2 separate regions of the Sus scrofa genome follow, and region 2 is linked to region 1. The links are chromatin contacts, called in public Hi-C maps. All regions are on one chromosome and are shown on one strand. The core of a region is the stretch at or near the end of the contact, and the rest is flanking DNA. Distances in the headings are between cores, read along the strand shown.

Region 1 (4,529 bases), core at 73-2,572:
AGTACCAGGGACTTAATGTAAACTATAATAATAATGATATTATTATTATTTATTCTTGGGTTACTGTGCTGGGATGGGAGGTGATGACCACTATGTACCTGGGTCTCTTGGCAGGCTTGGGTGCTGTTGGGTGTACCTGGGTGTTGGCAAGGACAAGGGAACTAGGTGCCTGGGGTTCTGATGTGGAGTGAAAGCTGGAGAACTGAAAATCCTGGGTCCCTCCAAGGGAAGGGAACTGGATGAGGGGATGTCTGGGTATATGATGGGGCCACAACTAGAAGACCGAAAGCAGCTGGTCATCTGGGCTCCTTGAAGGTGTGAGGGAGGGGCGGTCCAGTAACCCGGGAGACCTGGAAGCTGGGTACCACTGTAGCACAGACTCTATAGAGACACACTGGCTAGATTCAAATAAAAGCTGCTTGACTCATTAACTGTGATTTGGGGGCAAGTTACTAATTTTGCTATGCCTCAGTTTCTGTCTGTAAAATAGGTATAATAATAGTAAATACATCACAGAGCAGTTCTTAGAGGAGTGACTGGCACATAGTAAGCACTGTGGTAAGTGCTTGTGATGCTAGTCATTGGGGCTCTGAGTGGATTCAGTACTGGGAGACCTGAGATCAAGGTCTCTAGGATTTGGGGAAGTGGCAAATTCTTGGGTCCATTGGGCCCAAGGCTAAAAAGTTGGGAGTACAAAATGAAAATACTAAATAAAATGGGGGGGGGATAAGTAGTTCCATCTTACATCTTGGAGAAGAACAGAGACTGGGGGTCTGAACTCAGGCCCTGAATAAGTTAGAAAGTCTGGGTCACTGGAGGAAACATGAGACCTGAGATCCCATGCTCTTCCTGGAGTGGAGGTAAATTGGATTGGACCTGGGTCCTGGGAGGAGTCTGGGAACCAGGGGCTAGGGAAATGAAAATCTGAGCGGGAGGAAGTGGAGAACAGGAGGCTAGACCTCTGAATCAAGTTCCCTGAGTGGAATCAGCGCCGGAGTTGGGTACCCTGGGGATGTTCCAGGCGGGGGTCCCCCATGCTAGGATCCTGTAGAAGGGGGGAAACTCAAGGGACTCGTGGTGGGATCTCCCCTATCTGGGCCTCCAAGGCCACGAGCTGAGCGCCAGCGGGTCGCTTCCTCCCACAGGAAACCGCAGGCGTCAGACACACCCAGCCTGCAGGGAGCTGCGCCCACTGCCCTCCCGCTTGGAGGAGGCCCACGTGGGCAGCAGCCTGCCGTCAAGGGGGCGTGCCCTGTGGCGCGAGGGGGCGTGACCACAGGGCGGGGCCGGAAAGCGGGACAACACAGAGCGCCCTAGACCCCGCCCACTTCCGCCTCTCAGTGCGCGGACCTCTTAAGTGGTTGAGGGGTTTTGGCTGCCTTTCCCGAGGCCGTTGGCCGCGCATGCGTAGTGCGCCGCTTCGAGGACCTGAGGCAGTGGTGAGCGCTCCTTCCCCTAGCAACTCCCAGCATCGGCACCGCCACCTTGCTAATGAATCCTCAAAATAACGTGATCTTAATCATCTGAAGACGCGCATCTCTCGCGCCCCATCCCGAAACACCTTGGCCCAGCTCCAAAACCTTCCAGACGTTTCCCTCCCAGCCCCGCCTCCACAGACTCCTTTGGCTCAGATATCCCCTCCCGGAAACACACATCGCGCCCCTGACGACCCCAACAGACCATCAGGACCTCCCCCAAGCTTTCCAAGCCTGAGTGCCTCCTAGTTAGCCCTGTCTACCACAAGCTCTGGAATCCGCGTACTTCCTGCGCCCTCCCACCAGGCCCCTCACGTGTTCTTCCAACCACGCCCCTCACCAGCCCCCGAAGCCCCACCCTTCACAAGGCCCGCAGCCACGCCCTTTACAGGTATCCTTGCACCCCTCCCTCAGGGCCCCGAAGCTCCGCCCTGCACCGGTATCTGCGTCCCTGCCTTCACAAGGTCCCCCAGCCACAACCCTCTTGGGCCCCTCCAGCCCTGCCCTTCCTTCGCAAGCCCTGAAGCCCACACCCTCAGGCCGGCCTCGCCTCAGAGGCCCTTCCAGCCCCGCCCATCGTAGGCCTCTACGGCTCCGCCCCTCGCAAGGCCTCCAGCCCCGCCCCTCGTAAGGCCTAGAGCCCCGCCCCCTCAGCCCTCCAGTCCCGCCGCTTGCTGGGCTCCCCTAGCACATCTGTTCACAGCACCCGAGCTCCCCGCAGGTCTCCTCGCGGCCTCCTAGCCCCTCCTCCCCAGCCGCCCCTCCCACGGCTTTCTTCTGTGGCCTTGGTCCCTCCCCGGCTGCTGTCCCCAGGCCTCATTGGTCTCTTATCTCCCCAGTAACCAGACCACAACACTGAGCTTGGAGTACCCAGGACAGGTCCAGCACTCCGGCAGGTAGGGACCGGCCTCGCTCCCCTCAGCCGACGGGGGTGGGGTGGTTCTCCTTCCTCTGTGAGCCGCCTCCCCAAACCGCCCCCATCAGAGATACCGAGAGCCTAGAGGACCTGTCCCCCGCGCCAGAATCAGAGCCGCGACGCAAGACAGAGAGTGTGAGAGGTGGGAGGTCGGGAGGGGCATGGCAAGAGGCCTGAGAGATGCCCCCTCCAACCCGCTGGAGGGATTGCGACCCAAAGAGAGGCCAGAGCTGGTTCTGGGATCAGTTCCTAGCCTTTTGCCTTTCATCACCCACCCTCCTAGCCCTCTCCTGCTCGCCTCCTGAAGGGGTCCTCTTTGGCCAAGATGCCTTTGGGACTCTCTGCTGGGAGCACCCGCTCCGAAGATGGAAGCGAGGCCTTCTTGGAGGGAATGGGTAATTCGTACATTCTTGATTCATTCTTTCCCTCAGTTTGTCCTGTTTCAGGTCCTGTGCAGCTGGGGCCCCGTGGATGGGGAGGCTTTTCAGGACAGCCCTGTGGAGGCGGGGAGCAGATAGTAGCCCAAGCCTGGGGAGTGGGATGGCCAGGAAGACTTCCTGTAGGAGGAGACGTTTGAGTGGGGCCCAGAACTGCTCCCAGGAATTTCCACCAGGAGAAGGAAGGGAAGAGTGAGCAGAAAGAACAGCATGTGACCAAAGCAAGGTTCTTCCGCCTCCACACCGTTGACACCTGGGGTCAGAACGTTCTTTGCTATGGGTGGGGGCGTCCTGGGCATTGGAGGGTACTAGGTGCATCCCTGCGCCCCCGCCCCCCCCCCTGCTGCACACCAGAAGCACCCGCAATCCATGCCTGCACAGTCAAAAATGTCTCCAGACATGGCCAAATGTCCTTAGGGGGTAGAATTGCTCCTGGTTGAGAACGGCTGGGAGATGGGGAAATGGTGGAGAGCCTGGAGCGGTGGGTAGGATTGGGTTTGTGGGGCCTCGAACACCAGGCTGGGGAGCTGGGACTTTGTCCAGGGTGAGTCCTGGGTCTAGGGCTTCTGTGGCTGTGAGGAAAGGCCGGCAGGTTGAAGAGGAGGAGGGGGTAATGATGGTTCAGGGAGAGAGAATGAGGCCTGAACCTAGGGGATGGGCTGAGGATGAGGAGGCAGGAGGGTGGGAATTAGCACTGCTGGGTGGGTGTTGGGGCAGAAAGGAAGGGAGGGAAGGAGAGTGGTGCCTCTGGGGGCCTAGGCTCCTGTCCTCAGCTTTCCCAAGTGCCAGGTTGGTGCTTTGGTCCCTGAGGACTGTGAGGCCTCCAGGAGTGCCCTCTAGTGGGGAGACAGTTGTATGCAACCATCTGCGGCAGGAGTGGTTTTAGGGAAAAAATGGGGAAGTCAGCTTGCAGTGCAGGGAGTATGAAGGGGTGAGGAAGCCTGGGGATACAGAAACTGAGATGCAGCCCTAGAATGGTGCTGGCAACTGAGCCTGCAGTTTCGTTGCAGAGCCAAAATTCCTAGGTCCTGGGGAGGAAGGGCCTGGGAGCTGGGTTCCTCCTGAGTCCCTGGCTTCGTCCTGCCTCAGTGGATTGGGAGCTGAGCAGACTGCAGCGGCAATGCAAAGTGATGGAGGGTGAAAGGCGAGCCTACAGCAAGGAAGTCCACCAGCGCATCAACAAGCAACTGTGAGCCAGGCGCCTGGGTCCCTAGAGCTGGGGATGGGCTGTTAATGAGGCTGGGGGCTGGGTTCCCGGGGCTGTGGCCAAAGGGCAGGCCCAGAATGTCAGGACGTTAGTGATGCTGAGCTCTGCCCCTTTCCTGCCTTCCCTCCACTTCCCTGTCTGGGCAGCGGGGAAATCCAGCGCCTGGAGGGGGTGCGGGACAAGTTGCAGGTGCAGATCAGCATTGCCCAGAGCCAGGTCAAGCGGCTGCGGGACAGCGAGAGGCTGGAGAACATGGGTCACCTGCTCAAGTGCCGGGTCCAAGTGCAGGCTGAGGTCAAGGAGCTGCAAGAGCAGACCAGAGCCCTGGACAGGGAGGTGGGTTCTGAGACCAGACTCTGTGGCTCCTACTTGGGGGCCAGGGTCATAACCTCTTTGAGCCTTTGCTTTCTCATCTGAAAAATGGGCTTATTGAAAGCACCCACCTGGGGGCATTGTGGTCAAGCTGTGGTAGGATTATGAGTATTGAATGCTTA
Region 2 (3,951 bases), core at 181-2,680, 190 kb before region 1:
CATTGGTGGTCATTTGCTGCAGCAGCAATAGGAAAGGCATAGATCACTTTTGAAAATACAGGGGAGTTCCTCGGTGGCCTAGTGGTTAAAGATTTTGGCGTTGTCACTGCTGTGGCATGGGTTCAATCCCTGGCCTGTGAACTTCCAAATGCTGCAGATGCAGCCAATGAAACACCACACACACCCACACACATCCACACACACCCGCAGAAGTATAAGAACAGGAAATAAATCAGTAGCGGGGCGGGGGGGGGGGAAATGGGGCTGCGGGTGGGGGTGGGGCAGCTAGGACTGGGATAGGGTGGACCCTTCAAGGGTTGATGGTGCAGTTTTGTATCCTGACTGTGGTGATGGTTACACAAATCTATACATGTGTTAAAATTCATAAAGTGATACACTCGCTCACACACAAATCAATTTCACTGATTGATTTTTTTTAAAAAACCTCCTTCCTATAAATACTTAATGCCCATTAGCCATTAGTATAATAAGACATCCCGCCGGCCAGCATCCCTCTTGGCTACCCAGGTTGTGCAGAGAAGCAACTCCTGCCTACATTCCAGGCCTGGCTTGGATGTGCTGTGTGACCTGAGATCACTCTCAAGCCCTCTCTGGTCTCATTTGAAGAATGAGCAGTGATGGGGGACATCCAGTCTGATGTCCAAAGAGAGCTCCCCATCTCGGACCTTTAGGCCATTTAGCCTGAGGGGAGGCAAATTCATTAATTCAGCCCAGAGATTTTTTTGGGGGTGGGGGGCGCCCCATGACATATGGATCTTAAACCTCTGGCCAGGGATTAAGATTCAAGAGGTAGTTGCCTCCTAAGCTACACCTGAGGCAATGCAGGATCCTAACCCACTGTGCTGGGCAGAGGATCCGGCCTGCATCCTGGTGCTGCAGAGACACTGGCCATTCCATGGCGCCACAGCGGGCACTCCTCAGCCCCCACATTTTCACTAAATGCCTACTATGTGCCAGGAGCGGAGGGATACAAAAGCCAAAAAACAAACAAAAAACAAAACAAAGCCAAAAAACGCCCCCAAAACAAAACCAAACCTAATGCGGTTTACATTTAAATGAACAATAACGTTAAAGCAGGATGTTTTACAAGTAGCGCCTCGGAAGGGGGTGGGAAAACCTGAAGCGGTGCGGGATGGGGTGCGTCTGGGGTCAGGAGGGTTTGCAGTTTGAGACGGATGGAGTCAGGCGAGGGCTCGCTGAGATCGGTGGAGGTCGAGCCGACCTGAAGGAGCGGAGGGACCAGTGTTGTGTGGGGACCAGAGGGGACCATGAGTGCAAAAGAAGGGAGAGGCCACGGGGGTTCAGGGCTCTGGTGGGACGGGAACCGCCGCCCCCCCCCACCTTGTGAGCGGCCCCGCCCTCCAGGAATGCGATTCAGTTTCAGGAGGACTTTGCTGACTCACAGCGGGCGCCTGTGGTCCACTTGACTTTCTCCGCAGGCAGCGCAGCGCCAAGGCTCCTGGAGCCCGGGCTGGGTTCAGTGCGCCTCGTTGCCAGAACGCCCGGCGTCAGCTGCTCTGCTTTCGCCCGGGCTGGTCTCCCTTGCAGGAGTGCCTTGCCTCGCCTCCCGAAATTGTGCTTGGAGCCCATCTGGGCAAGCGTCCCCACCTCCGGCCACCTCCACCTCAGCGGAATGACTCATGCCTTGGCCGCAGCGCGGAGAATCAGGTTCTTTCGCCCTCCTACTCCTGGCTGCGGTGGCAGGCGGCCCAGGGGGTGGGGTGGGGAATGATTAGAGGAACCTCTCTGCGAGGTCACTTGGCAGCTTGTAAATTATACAGGCCACCTCCCCCAAAGCAGAGGGTGCGCGCGTCCAGGGTGCATTTTTACCTATCGCAGCATCCATCCTGTTTATTTCTTTCACTAGTCCTCTTAATACTTAGCAACTATTTTCTTTGTCTAGTGACTTCTTTCAATCCATCTTCCCCACTAGTAATGCGGTTACAAGGGAGCCGAAATTCTGCGTCTCGCGTCTCCCGCCTCCAAGAACCAGCATCAGACAGGCAACAGTCCATTACATCTATTAGATGCACCAATGAACTTGACCCCCAGGCATTTCCTGGGTGGGTGCCCTTGAGGAAGTGCCCAGGATATAGGTACCGCGAGGCTACTTGCAGCATCGTTTATAAGATGAACCTGAACAACAGAGAACTGGTTAGATACATCAGAACTGGATGAACTGGATCACAGCTGGAAAACACTGAAATCCAGCCATTCAAAAGGAGGCGTTTCTGTGGATTTGGGTTACGCATATATGTCTCAAACTGGCGCATTTCACATGCGTGCAATGTACCGCACAGAAACAGCTTCCATCTGGAAAAAGCCATAAGCCAATATCGAAGTCTGTGTATACGCAGCCTGGCAAGTTTAAGGTGAATGTTCTGATGTCTGTGGCTTACTGCTTTGAAACTCACCACAAATAAGAAGGATGGCTGGATGGAGAGAAGGACGCACAGACATAGGATAAAGCAAGTATAATAAAATGTTAGGGATAGCAGGTATAGAGAGCAGTTCATTAAATCATTCCACCAACTTTTTTTTTTTTTTTTTTTTTTGCTTTTTAGGGCCTCACCCACGGCATAGGAAGTTCCTAGGCTAGAGGCAGAATCAGAGCTGTAGCTGCCAGTCTAGCCACAGCCACAGCAATGCCAGATCCGAGCTGCGTCTACGACCTACACCACAGCTCATGGCAACATCGGGTCCTTAACCCACTGAGCGAGGCCAGGGATTGAACCCACATCCTCATGGATCCTAGTCAGGTTCGTTAACCACTGAGCCACGAAGAGAATTCCCATCCACCAACATTTTTATAAGTTTTGAAAATCTCATAATAAAATGTTAGAGGAGTGAAGAAGTGGCATTTATTTGGGAAGATGACTGAGATATTACAAAAAGTGTAATGTTTGACAAGAGACAGATATAAAGTAGTATCTTAATTATGTTTAAAAAATAAGTAGGGGCATTCCCGTTGCGGCTCAGCACTAATGAACGTGACTAGGATCCATGAGGTTTCGGGTTTGATCCCTGGCCTGGCTCTGTGGGTTAAGGATCCAGTATTGCCGTGAGCTGTGGTGTAGATGACAGGCGAAGCTTGGATCCTGCATTGCTGTGGCTGTGGTGTAGGCCGGCAGCTGTAGCTCTGATTTGACCTCTAGCCTGGGAACTTCCATATGCCTCAGGTGCAGCCCTAAAAAACAAACAAAATAAATAAATAAAAACAAGTAGGGAGTTCCCATTGTGGCTCGGAGGTAATGAACCTGACTAGTATCCATGAGGATGCAGGTTTGATCCCTGGCCTCACTCAATGGGTTAAGGATCCAGCATGGCGGTGAGCTGTGGTGTGGGTTATAGACATGGCTTAGATCCTGTGTTGCTGTAGCTGGGGTGTAGGCAGGCAGCTGTAGCTCCAATTTGCCACCTAGCCTGGGAACCTCCATATGCTGCAGGTGGGGCCCTAAAAAGACCCCACCTCCAAAAAAACAGAGTAAATAAAGACAAGATATGCACATCAAGGGACATTTTCTGGGAGTTCCCTGGTGGCTCAGTGTGTTAAGGATCCAGCATTGTTACCACTGAGGCTCTGATTACTGCTGTGGTGAGGGTTCCATCCCTGGCCCAGAAACTTCCACTTGCCACAGGCACAGCCAAAAAACTTAAAAAAGAGAAATTTTCTGGCAGGGAAGCATCAGAAATGGTTACTCAAGGAATGGATCTGGGGTGGTTGTGGGAACCAGAATTTTCCATTTCAGGCTTTTCTGCACCTCTTGAATTCTCAATTGTGAACACAGAGTAAAGGCAGTGACTGCCACGTCCTTGCCCTCTGCCCCCTTGGCTGGCAGTACCAGAGAGATGTCTCCAGGGACTGGGGGAGTGGAGGGTGGAAGATGGCAGAGGCTGGGCCTCTAGGTGTCACGTGACCAGGAGGACCCA

Evidence for each region. A called contact is a pair of places that touch in the nucleus more often than the background predicts.
Region 2: a contact with region 1 is called in a Hi-C map of embryonic fibroblasts, with 1.9 times the contacts expected there. The contact joins the enhancer-like site here to the promoter of CCDC114 in region 1. A contact is called at or near these places in 1 of 5 promoter capture datasets (liver), 1 of 47 Hi-C or Micro-C datasets (embryonic fibroblasts) and 2 of 2 datasets of contacts at active chromatin or transcription factors (alveolar macrophages and skeletal muscle).

The regions. Positions count from the first base shown.
Region 1 is chr6:53,751,301-53,755,829 of Sscrofa11.1, reverse strand. CCDC114 (coiled-coil domain-containing protein 114) reads left to right here and starts at 1,322. Exons shown (of 15, transcript XM_021094655.1): 1 at 1,322-1,439; 2 at 2,315-2,786; 3 at 3,918-4,017; 4 at 4,182-4,371. The coding sequence starts at 2,717.
Region 2 is chr6:53,939,935-53,943,885 of Sscrofa11.1, reverse strand. All of the region lies in intron 1 of SULT2B1 (sulfotransferase family 2B member 1), which reads right to left. Among named protein-coding and RNA genes, the nearest start is that of SULT2B1, 14 kb to the right of the region's middle. Within about 2 kb of position 1,430, at least 14 of the 83 cell types and tissues checked have an H3K27ac peak or open chromatin away from gene starts, as enhancers often do. A contact at or near this core is called in embryonic fibroblasts and skeletal muscle, where this site is marked.